Linked DNA regions of Mustela erminea: region 2 is linked to region 1. Evidence: chromatin contacts called from public Hi-C data. All regions are on one chromosome and are shown on one strand. Each heading gives the region's core, a stretch centred on a gene start, on an enhancer-like site or on the middle of the called end of the contact. The rest is flanking DNA. Distances are from core to core; before and after follow the strand shown. Region 1 overlaps ITPR1 (inositol 1,4,5-trisphosphate receptor type 1). Region 2 holds the start of BHLHE40 (class E basic helix-loop-helix protein 40).

Evidence for each region. A called contact is a pair of places that touch in the nucleus more often than the background predicts.
Region 2: a Hi-C map of fibroblasts shows a contact between it and region 1, with 4 times the contacts expected there. The contact joins the promoter of BHLHE40 here to the enhancer-like site in region 1. A contact is called at or near these places in 2 of 3 Hi-C or Micro-C datasets (fibroblasts and spleen).

Annotation. Positions count from the first base shown.
Region 1 is chr1:47,048,511-47,052,318 of mMusErm1.Pri, reverse strand. The region is part of intron 38 of ITPR1 (inositol 1,4,5-trisphosphate receptor type 1); the gene reads right to left. Among named protein-coding and RNA genes, the nearest start is that of ITPR1, 220 kb to the right of the region's middle. Within about 2 kb of position 2,083, the one cell type or tissue checked has open chromatin away from gene starts, as enhancers often do. A contact at or near this core is called in fibroblasts, where this site is marked.
Region 2 is chr1:47,284,183-47,287,990 of mMusErm1.Pri, reverse strand. It overlaps BHLHE40 (class E basic helix-loop-helix protein 40), which reads right to left and starts at 2,067. Exons shown (of 6, transcript XM_032325834.1): 1 at 1,962-2,067; 2 at 1-221. The region is part of intron 1 of LOC116579902 (a long non-coding RNA gene); the gene reads left to right.

The DNA.
Region 1 (3,808 bases), core at 834-3,333:
AAACTTCATTTCATAATATCTAACAGCAAGTTCCCTACATATAACACAACGTGCTAGGACATAAAATGATTTCAGGCATAGCAAAGCCCAAACCATATCTGGCACATGATTTGGCAAAAAAACAAAACAAACACCAAAAACAACAAAAGCCAAGGGCCTTTACCAGTACTTTCTTCTAAGAGGATTTCAGCTCTATTTCCTTGAGGATGAGGTTATTTAATGGCAGTAAGTTTTGAAAAACAGAAGCATATTTATAATAAGCTATATTGTTCGAATAAGATAAAAGCTACAGCGGTGCCTGGGTGGCTCAGTGGGTTAAAGCCTCTGCCTTAGGCTCAGGTCATGATCTCAGGGTTCTGGGATCGAGCCCCACATTGGGCTCTCTGCTCAGCAGGGAGCCTGCTTCCCCCAACCCCTGCCTGCCTCCCTGCCTACTTATGATCTCTGTCAAATAAATAAATAAAATCTTTTTAAAAAAAGGCTACATAAATACAAAATATAAGGCCCAAACCAGAACATAATGTTTAATAATGAAGTGATTTTTCACAGCACATTTTTAATATTAATTTTTTTTTCATGAAAGGGCATCCTTAATGAGTACACATTAAAGAGGTATATGTTTTGAGAAAATGGTCATGTCTGAATTTGGGCAAGTCTTCCTGACCTTAGTCCCAGGCGCTGACACCTCCAATCAAGGCAGAGCCTCCCAAACCAGCAGGTGATGAACAGTGGTCTGATGTCGCCTGGTTTTGAACTTGGAAATCTACTATTGCACCCTATTGCCTCTCTGTATTTCTTTATTGATCTTATGTGTCAATTGAAATCTTTTGCACACCTCGTCTAATCAATTGACTAGCTTTTAAGTAGGAATTCAAAATGAATCTCAAGTCACTAAATCCCAAGCAGCCTTCTTGGCTGAGATCACAAATGAAGTCCCCGGAACCACGGTACTTGAGTAGTATCAAATATGTGCTTGTGAGACACGGACATGCTTGCTTACAACATGTAACATACCTAACATTTTATCTTAGGATAGAATTCTACTATAAATGAAGGATATCATACCTTCTCATCTTTAAAAAAAAAAGGCCCTGGTCTTCCTAGAGTTACTATTTAGTGTATGTATGTACAACAGTGTATGTATGTACAACCGTACCCGTTCACATGCATACATACGTTTCACGTATGCCTCCAAAAGGATAGTGCAGACCACAGCCTTATAAAAAAAATAAAATAAAAAAACAAGACCTTTTGTTTTCCACTGCCAATTACATAAATCTTTCCGTTAACCATGGGATTCTAGAATTTTCCTCTGAAAGATAAGGTCTTCTTCTATGGACCATCCCCAGCAGAAGCTGAATACAGTTCAAGAAACGACAAAATACTATGGCTCTCCTATTCAGCACATCAAAGGGAAAGTATGAACTCCAGCACCCGTGAATTGGCCTCCAGTTCCTCTTCACCCACTCAAAACCTCAGAGGAGGGAAACCAACCAACTAGCCAACAGCAGACAGGCTTGCAAATATGTTTGCTGGGACCCATTTTTCCTGAGCCTTTGCAACCCACCTTGAGAGACCAGAAAGCTTTAAAGAAAACTGAGCTAAAATATGTGATCTAGCATTTTAGCAGAACAATTTTAAACCTTCACATCTACTAACACAATGCCCTTTATTAATGGCATTTGTTTTTAGGAACCAAGTAAGAAGTAAAAATTTAGCCCCGATGATGCAGTTTCACCTTTACAGAACACGTTCATCGGAACTCAAGAGCAGAATTCATTTTTTAAAAACGCATTCTGACTTGACTAAATTATACAATTTCAGTCACCGTGGAATAATCTCAGCATCAAAACACAGACACAGACCCACAAACGCACACACCCCCCAACCGACCTCCCCATCCCTCAAAATCCTCCTGCAACAGCTTCTGTGTGCTCGGAGTTGAGCTCGCTTGCTGTATAGTTGCCGGTGTCTAACAGTAAACAGCCCTGCTGCATTTATTGGCAATTACTGCTGAAGGTCACACATCAGCAGTGAGCCTAAATTCCAGGAAAAAAAGCAGCTCTTATGTAACTGCCGCCTGAATGTTGGCAGGTACCCAAACCCAGCAGTTCACAGCAATGCAAAAAAGTAGGACACCTCCAGCCGGGGGTTCGATGTCATAAGCACGCCCCCTGAAGGTGAAACTGAGTAATTCTTGTGTTTCTCTTTTCTCCCCCTCCTGAATTTTAGAGTTCTCCTTGGGTGGCATCCTTGGGTTGTAGAAGAAGCTCAAGGTGGGATGAGTTGAGGGCTCCCTTGAAGCAGGAGGCAGTCGCCCTTAAACCAGTGGGAATGCCACTCTAGCTTTTCTGTTGCGGTGCAGGAAGGCCAGGTTGCTAGCTGACACCAGTGGCGCTGAAGATTTCATGGTTCCAAGTGACAGTGATGAAATGGGGATCCCATCTCAAATAGGAAGAAATGCTGCTTGCCCCACTGAGCTACAGCACACACTTTCCCAACACACCACGCTCCCTGCCACAGACACATATGTGAAAATGAGGCGGATTATGGTTCTGTCGTACAGACTGCACCTCAGGTTTGAATACTGGATTGAAATCAATGGGTTGGTTCGCACAGCACTTTACAGTTCAGAAAGGTGATTCACAGCACTTGACAGTTTAGAAAGCTGCTGGTGCTGCCCACCTGTTCTCACCTGACCTCCTAAGCTCTTAGGTGACCTCCTTACTCAGGTAGAGGTTCCCAAATTATGGGTTCCCATAACCCAACCCCAGGTACTTCTCCACTCTGGCAATTCTCATGACAGCTGTCACTGAACAGTTATTTGTACTACTGGCCATCTCCGCCACATAATTGTGGACTTCAGAAGAGCAGACACTGCCTATTTGGGGGCATCACCATAGTCCTTCCCCCTCACACCATGCCTGGAATGTAACAGGTTTTCAAATATTAGTCATATAACAGAGTATCTTTAATATCAACTGATATCCATGTAAAGCCTAGAATGGGTAGGCAATGGGAACTTTTGGGGGGTGATGGAAACATATCCTATCTTGATTTCTGTGTATACGTATGTAACAATTCATCAAGCTATAAATGTTAAGAGTGAGCTGAAGGGACACCAACCCAAGTATGGTAGTTTCCTTATCCCCTCCACTCAATCTGTACCCCATCAACCAACACCCCAAGTAAAAGAGAAAATTAAGGGGGTAGGATAGACACTGTGCCTCTTTATTTGCCAAAAGAAGGAAAGAAAGAAAGAAGGAAGGAAGGAAGGAAGAAAGGGAGAAAGAAGAAAAAGAGAGAAAGAAACCAGACCTCCTCTTCCTGGTTTCAAATGAATTTTTGTTCTAAAAGACAGCTGGAGGGCTCCATACCGTTCCCTTTCCTTACGGGGACTCCGTGACTCTCTCTCCTTTCACCCTGATTTCTCAGGGCACTGACAGAGACACAGAGGGGCTCTGCTTTTTCACAAGTCATTCACAGCACGTCTCCTTCCTTGAGATGTCCGAAGGGCCTCTACCACCAAAAGGGAGAGGCCCTCCCCCAATCAGGGATACACAGGATCAGCATATACGCCCTACACTATTTAAGGGGCAATTCCCCACCATGTTTAGAATTCCACATTGGTTTGCAAGTTAGGTGTGAGGCCTTGCCTGTATCATGGGCCAGCATGAACTCTCATTAAGCTTCTGCTGAACCCCAGCTGTGGGCTGCAGGTCTCCACCAGCACACACGGACAAAAGGCTTGGTAGAGGAGAAACCACAGGAGCTGTGGCAGTTTCCAGAACAGCCATTGATGAAAAAG
Region 2 (3,808 bases), core at 818-3,317, 240 kb before region 1:
CGGAACGTCGGGGTGAGCACGGTCCTGCAAGGGGCTTCACGGGGGTGATGGGGGGTGTCTCTCCTCAAGGGTTCCTCTGAGTCTGAGCTCTCTGAAATCCGCTTGAGCTGCCGGGCGCTGCGGCTTTGAGGTTCTGCTTCAGTTGGGGGCGTGCATGGTGTCCCCGCGGCCTCTGGCTCCAGCTCTGCGCACAGACTGGCGGTGTGTGCTCCCTGCGCCGTCTGCGCGGTGCGAGCCAAGTGAATGAGAAGTGGGGCGGGCGGGGAGGCGGGAGGGAGCTCGGAGGGGGGGGGGCCGGCTAGGGCGGAGGGGGGATGGGGGGGCGAACTGAGGAGTAATAGAGAGGCTGCGGGCTGGGTTAAATGGGAGCGAGTGGGTGGGTTGGAGCTACGTGTTCTACCCTGTGACTCCAGGCACGTCTGGCCGCTGCCAGGGAGGGAAGGAGCGACCTGCCCGCCCTCCCCCGGCTTCATCACATGAGTCTCACGTGTTGGACAACGCTCCCGCGACTGCGAGGGAGCCCCCCCCAACCCCGGCCCCCAGGTGTCTGCGGCTGCGGCTGCCTTTCCCCGAAGAGGGGGTGGCAGCATGGCCTGGGTCCTGCCCAACCTGGTGGGGGGCGCGGAAGCTGGAAGGGGCCGGGGAGGCGCTGGGGCCGGGTAGGGGGGAGGTTTGGTAACGTGGGCGAACCTGCCCCAGGGAAATGAAGTAAGTTCCCGTCTCCTGGGAGGGAACGGGGGAGGACGGATCCGCCCGCGTCTGACTCAAGCCGGGAGAGGAATATCCCCTCGCTCGCTCCAGCCCAACCCTCTTCCTCCTCCCCCGCCCGGCCGGCTCCGAGGAACCAGCGCGCAGCGGAGGGAGTCGCCCGGCCCCCCTGCCCTCCCCAGAGGCTGGTGTTTCTTTCCGTCCCGGCTTCCCCGCCCCCACCCCTCAGCCGGGCGTCCAGGAATTGCCCGCCGTGGGGAGGGGCCGAGGGGCGGGGCGGATGTCACCCCATGGGAAGCGGGCTGGCAGCCAAGCGCAGGGGCAGCCGAGGCCGCCGCCGAGCACGCTGCGCGCACCTGACCGCTGAGCGTGTGCGCCACCGGCCCCTCGCTCCCCCCTCGCTCCGCTCCTGGTTAAAGCCTGCTGGCCGGCGGGTGCCCTCTTGCGCCCCCGCCCCCGTGTATCCCAGTGCCCACTTTAACCCCACTTGGGTTAGTCCGGCACCGAAAGACACCGGGCGCGGTGCCCTGCGTTTCCCCTCCCTACCCTGTCCCCTCCAGAGCAGAGGCTCCCGGGTCGCCTCCCCTCCGGCTGCAACGTTACACAACTGCGGCGGCGACGCCTGCCCTGCAGCAGCACGGGGCGTGACGCTTCACGTGGCCACAGCTCGGGCCACAGGGCCTCCGCCTGCGAGTCCCTCTCCGCCGCCGGTGGGACCCAGGCCCCGGGGACGCACTGTGCCCGCCGTGGTGGGCTGTCTCCTCGCCTACCAGGAACTTGGGCGGCGCTGTTGGCGGTCTGCACCCGGGGCGGGAGGGAGGAGAGAGTCTAGAAAAAACTATCTGTCCATCATACTGAAATTTTAGCGTTCATTCAGTGGATACACATCAGCTGAGCCCCCTCCAGGGTGCCGGGCGTAGTGACCGTTGCTAGAGCTACTGTGGGGAATCAAACAGATTCTGCCCTTGAATTTACAGGAACCTCTGGCAAGAGCATAAATTGGGCAACGAGGGGAAGACAGCCCTGGGAAAATTATATAGATGCCACTGGCTGACAGGGGAAAAAAAAAAAAGATGTTTGCTTTGTTTTGTTTCAAAATTTATTTAATACGGACTAAAATGCGTGGGAAGAGAAGGAGGAAGAAGCTAACCCACTGCCCTGAGCTTGGGGCAGAAACGCCTCCCCCAAGCAGCCCCAGATCTCCGCAAAGCGCGGGCGGGGGGTGGCGGCGCGCGCGGAGGGGGGGCACTTACCTCCCCCGGCAGAGTCCGGTCTGTGTGACCTTCTAACTCAGCCTGGAGCAGGGAAAACAGCTGAAACTCCAAGCCCGCGGTGTGAGCCGCGCTGATGCAGTCAGAGGAGGGAGCCAGTGGAAATTCATGACTAAAATAAGGCCTGGCTGGGGATTTCACTGACCTCTGCGCTGCCCTGCCCTGCAAGTTCGGGGAGTTGAGAGATGACTGTAAGCGGTTCCCACCGCGCCTCGGGTCAGTCACCCCGATGCTGAGTGGCCTGGCTGTGGGGAAGGATTGGAAAAAAATTAAAAAAAAAAAAAAAACCCAAAATGGGGTCGCCCCTGGGACTGGGTGAAGCTTCGCCTCGGGCGCAATTTGGGGGCTGTCAGTCTTAATTGGCAGTGACCTTGACAACCTAGAGAACTGGGATTCACACTTTGACCAAACTGGGAGTGGATTTCCTTCAGGTCGCTTTGGAGAGCTCCCACTTCCTGTTTATGTTTCACAAGCGTCGAACTCATTAGCAAGTGTGAGAAATGCCTCCTTTTCTAAGTGCTAACTGGTGTGACCTCTCTTGGGGGCTCAGGGATTCTTCCCTCCCAGAATGTACTTTTGCTGGTTTCTGTTATCAGCCATCTCTAGGGAGGGAATGACTGCACCGCAACTTCCTGCTGGGAGGTAGGCACAGAACCACAGGGGAAGGAGGGGACCCGCCGGTCCGGGTTTGTGCTTTCAATCTAGGGCGACCTGCTTCATTGTGCGACTTAAATAAGGGTGAAGGATTGTCATGACTGCACCAAAACCCCAGTTCCACCAGGAAAGAAGCACGGTGGGAGGAAGGAACACATGTCCCTGAACTGTCATATACCCTGCTCCCTCCCATGCCAGACAAGAACGCAAACATTTCGGCTCCCATGGCCCAATGTCATTCTTAGAATGCTTTGATGTTATCAGTACTTTTTGTCTTTACCTGTTCTACAATTGGAAATAACAAAAGGTCTGCCTTTCCTGCTTTTTGTTTCAAATGTGTTCTCAAGCTTCAAGAAACACCTCTAAATAGAAAAAGAAAGAAAAGAATCTCCACCCTATCAAAGTTCTCTTGTCTCCAGATTTTATATATTTTATACCAACTGGTCCATTTTTCTTTTCTCAGTAGCTTGTGATTATTTTTTCATTAATTTAAACAAAAATAATTCCTTCCCAACCTGCATCTTTCCACCCTGAAGAGTCTTAAAATTTCACTGTCATCTTTGTAGATACTTGTTTAATGCTGTTTTATTTTTTAGATTGTCCATAAAAACTTTGTCTATGTTAATTCATTTAGTCCTCACCACCACCTTATAAGGCAGGTATTAGTCATTTTTACATCATTTAACACATTTATTGAGAACCACTATGTGCCAGGTGCTGAATTGGGTCCTTGGAGTATATGTGTTCTCTTAAGGAAACTGAGGCTCAGGGAGGTTAACTAACCTGCCCCAGGTTATGTAGCCTGAGATTAGATCTGGAACTAGACCCTAGGTTTATTTGGCTCCTAAGCTGGTACTCTTAATCATTATACTTTTGGCTGCCTGGTAAGGTTATATGAGTTGTGCACTGTTCAACTCCAGGGGGAGCCATTCACATCATAGTCTGTGAGAGCACCCTCTAGAGTTGTGCATTTTAGCACTGAGCCGCTGCACTGGGTAATTCTGATGTTTTGTAGCCTGTTCTGTGTTTTGTTTAAGTATAGAGAGAACATAATTTTGTACAGGAAGGACAGGATTTTCCTTTTCTTTTCCTACTGAGACTCAGGATTTTGAAGGTCTGATGCTGTGTGTTGGGGAGAGTCTATAGTGTTACCTGGTGCCTTCCCATGTAGGAAG